Regions from separate parts of the Mus musculus genome. Here region 2 is linked to region 1. The links are chromatin contacts, called in public Hi-C maps. All regions are on one chromosome and are shown on one strand. The core of a region is the stretch at or near the end of the contact, and the rest is flanking DNA. Distances in the headings are between cores, read along the strand shown.

Region 1 (4,134 bases), core at 412-2,911:
CACATAATTCTTAATTCTTCCTTACCTCTCACCAATGCTTACATTATCCTACACTAGATATACAAAAGGAGAAAGTAGTCAGTATGTAATACAGGGTGTTTGTGGTGAAATGAACCTTTATAAAACAATAGATCTACATTTAGAATAAAATGCATCTTTATGTTGAATGTTCCAAACTGTACTTTGCCAATAAGTAGAACAGTCACACTAAAATAAATCCTAGATCCCTTGAATGTGGGCTGGGCTTCATAACTAATATTGAACCAATATAGGAGGGAAAGAATATTTTGTAAAGCTGTCAAGGAATCTTCTTAACTGATAAAGGTAGTATCTTCTGCCAGGATGCACATTTGCATTATGCACTAAGCGACATATGATAAGAATGTTGGCAAGCCCATGCGCGATCCTTCCCTGAAGTCCGTACCCTTGGTCTAATTACTTGGCAAACATCATCCAAACATTGCTCCAACTGAGTGAGATTCTATAAAGTACTGAGTATTTCTCCTTAAAACTCCCAGAGTCATTGCAAATGAAGATTGAGAAAACATCACACAAGTTGAGAAGTCTAGAGCAGGCGTCCTGACTCTGTGCAGTATTCTGATCTTGACCCCGGAATTAAAAAGAAGCATTAGGAAAAACTGGTAGAATCTGAACACCAATGCTAGTTTAGTTAATAGAGTGTAGCAATGTTCAACAAAGGAACTATGGCTTGTAAGAGGTGATTAGTAGAGAAAATATGAATTGAAACTCCCTGTACTATCTTTCCAAATTTCTAAATATATTCTTCAGTCCTCAACATCTAACTTGATCACCCACATACACACATAAATGAACACCCTCTCCCACCAGGACCATGTAAATCTTGATATGAATAAGGAAACACAGTTCTGGCTTCTGAACTGTTTTTTTTCCCCATGGGCAAGTAAAATACATCATTTTATGACTTTGCAGGTTTTTGAGACCTTGAGCTTGTATTTTTTTTCTGCTGCAGCATCATTGGTATTGATATCGTACATGTACAAAAATTCTTAGCTTTCCATGTTTCTCAGTATTTACACCTAGGTGTAGTATTGGGATATCTGTAAGTGTTTCATTTTACTATACTGGTTGTCCATGGCACAGAATAGACCTCCCTACTGTGTGATAGTGAATTTGATCTGCAAGGTGAATACTTGTTGCTTTGCTTATTAAGAGAGACTGTCTAAGCCTATGTTATACCAGTGATTAGACAATATACAAGGAAATGGAATTTATTAGCCATAGAGTTCTGACAGTTGAAAAGGCACACATTGAGAGATTCATATCAAACCAAGACCTCAGTGATATGATGTGCCAAATGGAATGCCAGGGTATGAGATAATCAGCTCCATTAGCACGCTCATTTGTAACTGACCCAAATCCATCCTTAAGGCAGATCTCCCATAGACTGAATACATCCCATGAGAACACACTTCCTGACTTTATTGCCCTACAGATTAAGTTTTTGACACATAGGTGTACTTTACACAATTGAAACTGTCATATACCAGCACGGAGAAGAAAGGTTTCTGTCTCCTAAGTACTCAGACAAGCCCACATTGATTCTCTGAATGTGCAGACAGAGTCTGTGTAAGCAAAAACCCCTCTTAGTCATTCTAGATATAAGCACCGAGAGTTTTTGGAAGCTCTATTGTATGAGCTTCAGAGAAATATTTATAGTTTAGAGAAAACAGGAAACATCCTTAGACTACCTTCTCACTGAGGTTTTTATGGTCCTACTGAAGTCCAATTTATTCATCCAACCTCAACTGTCTAGTGGTCTCTTTGTGAGTACATGGTTCCTTTTCTAGATTGCTAAAGCCACCTTTTCTGGTTCCATCCATCAATGTCTACACTCTGGACTTCATTTTATAAATTTCCTCTTACACTTCACTTTGTCTTCTAGTTTTATGTTGTTTACCAGTCTCTTCATTTGCTAATCCCTTGACCTCATATTATAAAGTAATACATATGATAATAATACAAGGAGAAGGTACATAATCTTTTCTGTTCTCTAGTAGGTCATAAAAATGTCTGTATGATGCAAATTCACTCTCTATTATTGACGTTTATTGTTCAGTCATGTAAAGTTTTATACATAAAAGTAATTTCCCATATCACATAGAATGAGTGCTTTCTATAAAAAATGACACATATAGAAAGTATATTTTTTTACCAAAGGAAACATCGTATGAGTATTATCTCAATTTAATTGTGATTTAGTTGGTCTCATGTACATTATTTATAAGGACGGGGGAGATGAAGATGGAATGGAAAGCTATGGAAGGAACCATTTTTAACTCCAAACAGATGTGACATTGTTTAATTTACAAGTAGCTTGGAAATGATGGGTGGATCTATGTCATATGTCTTATAAAGTTTCTAGCCCAAGGAGTAAAGAGCTCTGTGAACCTTCTTCATTTTTGCCAGCAAAAGTGATATCACCCAGTCCTGAAATTCAACTGTCAGTTTAAGCATGAAACAGAGCAGCTGTTGGCACCATGTGACTTTGGGCCTGAGGAGGGAATAGGAAGTGGGCTGAACCTTGATGTAGGAAAGCTGAGCCATTTATGGTGGGGGAGGTGGGGAGCGTGATCGCTGTGTGTTTCTGATGACCATGCACTCACTACATCGAGTGGTAAATAATGACTTGTACTAATTTATCACACTTACCATTGCAACCTACCAGTTTTGAGTCATTGTAAGATTTCTAGAAAAATCATAAGTAGTATAGGAATTGGCTAAAAGCTTTCAGGAAGGAAAGAGGCAAAAATCATGGTGCAGTAGATGTTTGGTAGCTCTTCATCTGTTCCTTCCTCTAGCTAGTTCCTGCATCGCCAGACTGCTGTACTTTGAGCCCCACGTGTCTTCTCTGGGTTTTGGTTCAGTGAGGTTCACATTGTGCCGAAGGAGAAGTTATGCTGTTTTAAACAGCTTTCCTCATTTGTAGTGGTTCTATGTTGACTTCCAGCATGGCCCATTTTTTAGCTGGAGTCTGGAGAGAATGTTTATTTCCTTTTCCCACAACTCTTAATTGTTACAGCACCACTGATTAAAACGATAGATCCCATCCCCCAGCCCCCACATACTATTCAATTCACACTGTCTGAAAACCAGTTGGACATTCATGTGCTGAGCTTGGTAATTAATATTCTATTCCATTGACCCATTGCTTCTTCATTAATTCTTCAGAATCCTTTAGCTTTTATTTCTATTTGCTTTTTCTAGAGTAACAAATATATTCTACTAAAACATAAATTTATGAACGTTTCCGCATAAGCCATACAAAATTCACACACTTTCTTTATTCTCTCCTTCCTTTTATGGTGATGATGGAGTTGGGGGTGGATCAGAGAATCTACACTTGCCAGCAATATAAAAATGTTATTAGTGAGGACTTTGATGTTTATTTTATGTTCCTGTTTTTTGGTTCAGACAATCAAGCTTGTCCATATACAATGCCTAAAGTTAGACTTGACTAAAGAATACATTCTAAGGAACTGGTTAGCTGCATTTAACCACTGCATTTAGAGCCTATAAAGAGTGGGGAGGGGGAAGGAGAACACAAAATTAAAACAAAACCACTTTCCCTCCCCCATAGGTACATAAGGTACACACCCCCATAGCCTTGGCAGCTAACTTTGACAATTGTCTTCATTCAGACTGCTTTGTACTTAAACCATAACGGGAAAACGAATCAAAGTGCTAGTGCTTTTGAACAGTTCACAACAACCACGATGATATTTTCAAGTTCTGCTCATGCTTCCCAACAGTGAATCAGGACAAGTCATAGATTTGCTAACACACAGGTAATCACCAAAGATGAAGATGCCTGGACTTTTACTCTGTAATGTTTCTAAGACGCTGTCTGTTAAATGTAAACAAAAGAGGAAGAAGTCTTGGTAGAACAGGAGAAGTTAAGGACATGCGTTGATCTAATTAACTTCCATATTATCCACGGCATATAGCCTAGACCGTGTTGTAGCTGCCTCTGTGGCTTGGATTGGGCTTCATTGGTCTTCCACTTCTTGGCTACATTCTTTGCTAATGGATCATGTGGATTCGGAGCACTTCAGAAAGCCTAGATTGACAGCAGAACCTTGCGGTTCTGCAGTA
Region 2 (4,134 bases), core at 1,166-3,665, 190 kb before region 1:
AATGTTGGAAGACTAGCTGGCTGCTGTTAATATGCAAAAGAAATGAAACTGAAACTTAGCAAAACACATTCTCTCTCTCTCTCTCTCTCTCTCTCTCTCTCTTTCCCCTCCCCTTTCTCTCTCTCCCTCTCTTCTCTCTTCTCCCTTTCCCTCCCCCCCTACACACACACACACACACACACACACACACACACACACACACACACACATCTAGGAGTATCTATTTTGTAGGATGGAAAGGTTGGCAAGGGTTTTTATCTTGTTGGACAAGGTAGAGCATATTTTTCTATGATTGTGTCTCTCCACCCCAACCCCCTTCACTTGAAATGAACAAAATGCCTAACTGAATAATTGGGATAGCCCTTTGAGAATTATAAAATAATTAATTGCCCGGGTACTTTGTTAGAAGCACATATTCCCAGCCTCAACCTACGTGTTAATAAATGAGGATCTTCGGGCAAGTGTCTTGAAAAATTTATCTTTTTAGTAAGACGTGTCAACTGACAGTTATGAAGACTGACAGAGTCAAGTTGGCCATTCACTGCGATGACATGATAAGTTATTTGACCTTGCCTAAGCATCAGAGTTCCTTTTCTGTAAAATCAGGTTGATGGTGTTTCCTCCTTTTGGGTATCTTGTGAATGTTCAATGACATTTGTGTGCTTGGCACAAATGCTTGGTGAGGATTAGGTGGCTATATTAATGTTAATGTTACTGTTTACTTACCCAATGAGCTGATGATACAGGCTCACTCCATTGGAGGAATATTAACAATGACCTATGAAACCTTCAAGGAAAAAGAATGTCAGAGATTAGAAGGTCTGGCAGGCTGGTAAGGACTGGGGCATTCTGAAGAAGACTGGGAAAGGAAAAGAATAGATTTATAATTCTTAGGGCCACACAGAAAACTCAGTTCTGGTCCCTCCTATGCTCTGTGGTTTTGTTGTCCTCTCTGGGAGAACACTGGGAGTTTAACTCATTTACTGTGATAAAATATTTTTGTATGAACTAAGGTGAGGGACTGGAGAGATGGCTCATTGGTAAGAGTATACACTGCTCTTGCAGAAGACCAGTTCCTACCCGTTTATGTGTGGTGGCTCATAACTACCTCCTAAAATTCCAGTTTCAGGGACACAATGTCTTTGGGTCTCCAAGAGCACCTGCACTTATGTGCACATGTGAGCACACAACATACACACAATTCAATATAAAATAAATAAATCTTTAAAGAAAATAGAAAGGTGAAGCAATTTATGATAGTATCATTTTTGTTTTGGATCATACTAATTTTACTTAAGATGAGATACTAAAAATTTAATATATGACAAAGAATGTCAAGCATGCAAATGTATATAGTTCTTTAACCAAAAGTTCAGCCATCTATTTATTAATTGCATACACATTTGCTGGACTCCTGGTGCATTCCAGATATTGTTTTGCATTTTCTTTCTTTTTTTTTCTATTTTTCTTTTCATAAAGTCTATACTGATGAACTGAAAAAAAATTGAAAAGACTAACAGTTCTTCCCTCACTGGATGTGTGCATGTGTGTGTGTGTGTATTTGTGTGTGAGCAAATAAACACATGATTTATATAATGATATGTAGCAAAAATCAAGCCAAGGAAGACAGAGAGTATGAGCTGCAAGGGGAAGACAGCCTCCACTCAAGGCATTTCGAAAGACTTTAATCTTTATAGAAAGTTTATAAAACTTTTTGAGCCAATGTCATTTCAGAAGCCTTTCTGTGTGTTCTGGATCATCTAGTTCAGAGAAGCAAGAAAACCATTAAGGAACACACTTATGATAAACCAAGAGTGTTATGATAATACCTAGACACAGCATGGTGGCAGTGAAGAGAGTGGCCAGACTCTTGACAGTCCTCCAAGGTAGACCCAACAGAACTTGGTGATGGAGTGGATGTGAGGAGTGAGATAAGAGAATTCAAGAATGACTGAGTGTTCACAACAGTGTGACTGAAGCTGCCATCTCCTCAGAGGGGATGAACAAGTGGCTCAAGTTTCCGGTTTACAATAGGAGGTAGAATTTTGGTGAATTAAGTCAGACGCTTAGTCATCTAAGCGAAGATTCTACAAATGAGAAGAGACAACATAGGATATAAAGGCCTGCAGTTCAGGGGAGGGATTTCACATTTGGAATTACAAGCCCCATCAAAGTATTTAATGCCATGGTTGAATGGGGTTTCCAGTGGAAGGTGCTGCACACTAGATTGAGGGGAGAATTTTGGAACTTGGAAATGTTTAAGGAACTGATATTAAGTGACCTCAGGAGCTAAAAAAGCCAGCTGCTGGGCTAATGAAAAGCTGCCATTGCTGTGGGTCTTCTAGCAGTCACCGGAAGATGTTACTGCAACAGGGGACAGGTGAGCTGAGTCAAATGTTACCTTGATCACGATGATTTGAATCATCTCTGGATTTGGCAAAGCAACAGCCACTTGTAACTTTCTTGAGAAGGACTGAGGTGGAGTGGGAGATCCAAGGGGAAGATTAGTGTCAGTTTCAGAGTAGAGAAATCCAAGACAGACGAATCAATTTTAAGAGGGAAATTTGACTACGATGTAGACCTTAAAAGTGGACTGAAGTAGCTAGCATGAGAAGCGAGGTCAAAAGGCTGAAGCTGAGTGTGAGAAGTAGCAGGTGTCTGTAAGTTAGTCCAGTGGGCAGAGACATCGCTGCAGGTTGGTGATGGAGATGATGACAGGCTTAAGTGTACTTTCTGGTACTTGAACCCTGCAACACTTACATAAGGATTCACATTTTTCTTCAGCCTCGGTTTCCATACCTCAGTCAAGTGAGAAAAGGCCCAAGATCTTATGAGTTATATATTTAAAAAGTGCCGTAATCCTCTTCATATCTAAGCCAAAGTAGAGGTAGTTTTTGTTTTCAGTTTTGCTCTTTAGAAAAGGACAGAACACAGAAAAGAGTTAGAAAGAATATTTAATGAATGGCCGTTCGACAAAACTATCCACTTTAGCATCATTTAATTTCTATAATAATCCTATGAATTAGGTATTGCTCTCTTTTTCCAGGTAGAGAAAACTATGTCTAGAGAAATCAAATGGTTCCTTCAAGATTTAAGAGTTCATGAGGGACTGACTCATGTTAACTTCCTCTGTAGTATACTTCAAAATGCCATTTACGTGGAAGTAAAATCCCTAGTAAAAGCCTTAGTAAATTTTCTTAGAAGTAAAATCCTCATAAACTGATGGTTTGACTCACCTGTGGAAACACAAGCTTCTGGTTCTTAGTCATTTGTCCGCACAGTTTTGTCATCTATAAGCATAATCATCCATAATTATATGTGATTGCTAAATACCCCCAACTATTCACTTTCAAACAATTATTGTTTAGACTTACACAGAATACCAGAGTGATATGTGTGTTTTGTTTAAATGAACAATTTCATTATTCAGAAAAATCACAATCCTATATAGCTTGCCATCTATAGTCTTGGTAAATTTAGTGTGCCTACAGATTAAAGTATTTTCAAGAACCCTGTGATATAAGAATCCTGTCCATAAGATGGAGTTCAAAAAGCCTCATTCTATAGACAGTTTGAATATGCACAGGGTAGAAACTTCCAAAGAGAGACACTCCCACTGGTTTGGAGATGAACAAATTTTTGTTTTTTGGTTTTTGGTTTTTGGTTTTTGTTTTTGTTTTTTTTTTGTTTTTTGTTTTTTGTTTTTTGTTTTTTGTTTTTTGTTTTTTGTTTTTTGTTTTTTGTTTTTTTTTTTTCGAGACAGGGTTTCTCTGTGTAGCCCTGGCTGTCCTGGAACTCACTCTGTAGACCAGGCTGTCCTGGAACTCAGAAATTCGCCTGCCTCTGCCTCCCAAGTGCTGGGATTAAAGGCATGCGAAATCTTGAATTCACCTCTGTAAATACTCAGATTTCATTTTTCTTAGTCTTAAATACAGTCTTATTGGCTCCTTCCAGCCAGTATAGCAATACTAATCCATACTTATTAGCAAACTCTCAGGAAGAGGACTATCTGCTTGTTTGAGGCATTTGAAATACTAAGCTCCTTAAAGAGTCCCCCGCTTCAGGAGGAACACAGCCCTCAACAGGATTTTTATCAACTTCTTCATGGACAAAGAAAGCCTTAGCATCTGTCTT

What was found. Hi-C and Micro-C count contacts between places; a contact is called where the count stands out from the background.
Region 2: a Hi-C map of Th2 cells shows a contact between it and region 1, with 2.0 times the contacts expected there. The contact joins two enhancer-like sites. A contact is called at or near these places in 2 of 484 Hi-C or Micro-C datasets (both in Th2 cells) and 1 of 9 other capture datasets (adipose tissue).

The regions. Positions count from the first base shown.
Region 1 is chr9:85,105,043-85,109,176 of GRCm38.p6, reverse strand. No RefSeq gene overlaps it. Among named protein-coding and RNA genes, the nearest start is that of Tent5a, 220 kb to the left of the region's middle. Within about 2 kb of position 1,661, at least 7 of the 459 cell types and tissues checked have an H3K27ac peak or open chromatin away from gene starts, as enhancers often do. A contact at or near this core is called in Th2 cells, where this site is marked.
Region 2 is chr9:85,292,977-85,297,110 of GRCm38.p6, reverse strand. No RefSeq gene overlaps it. Among named protein-coding and RNA genes, the nearest start is that of Tent5a, 32 kb to the left of the region's middle. Within about 2 kb of position 2,415, at least 4 of the 459 cell types and tissues checked have an H3K27ac peak or open chromatin away from gene starts, as enhancers often do. A contact at or near this core is called in Th2 cells, where this site is marked.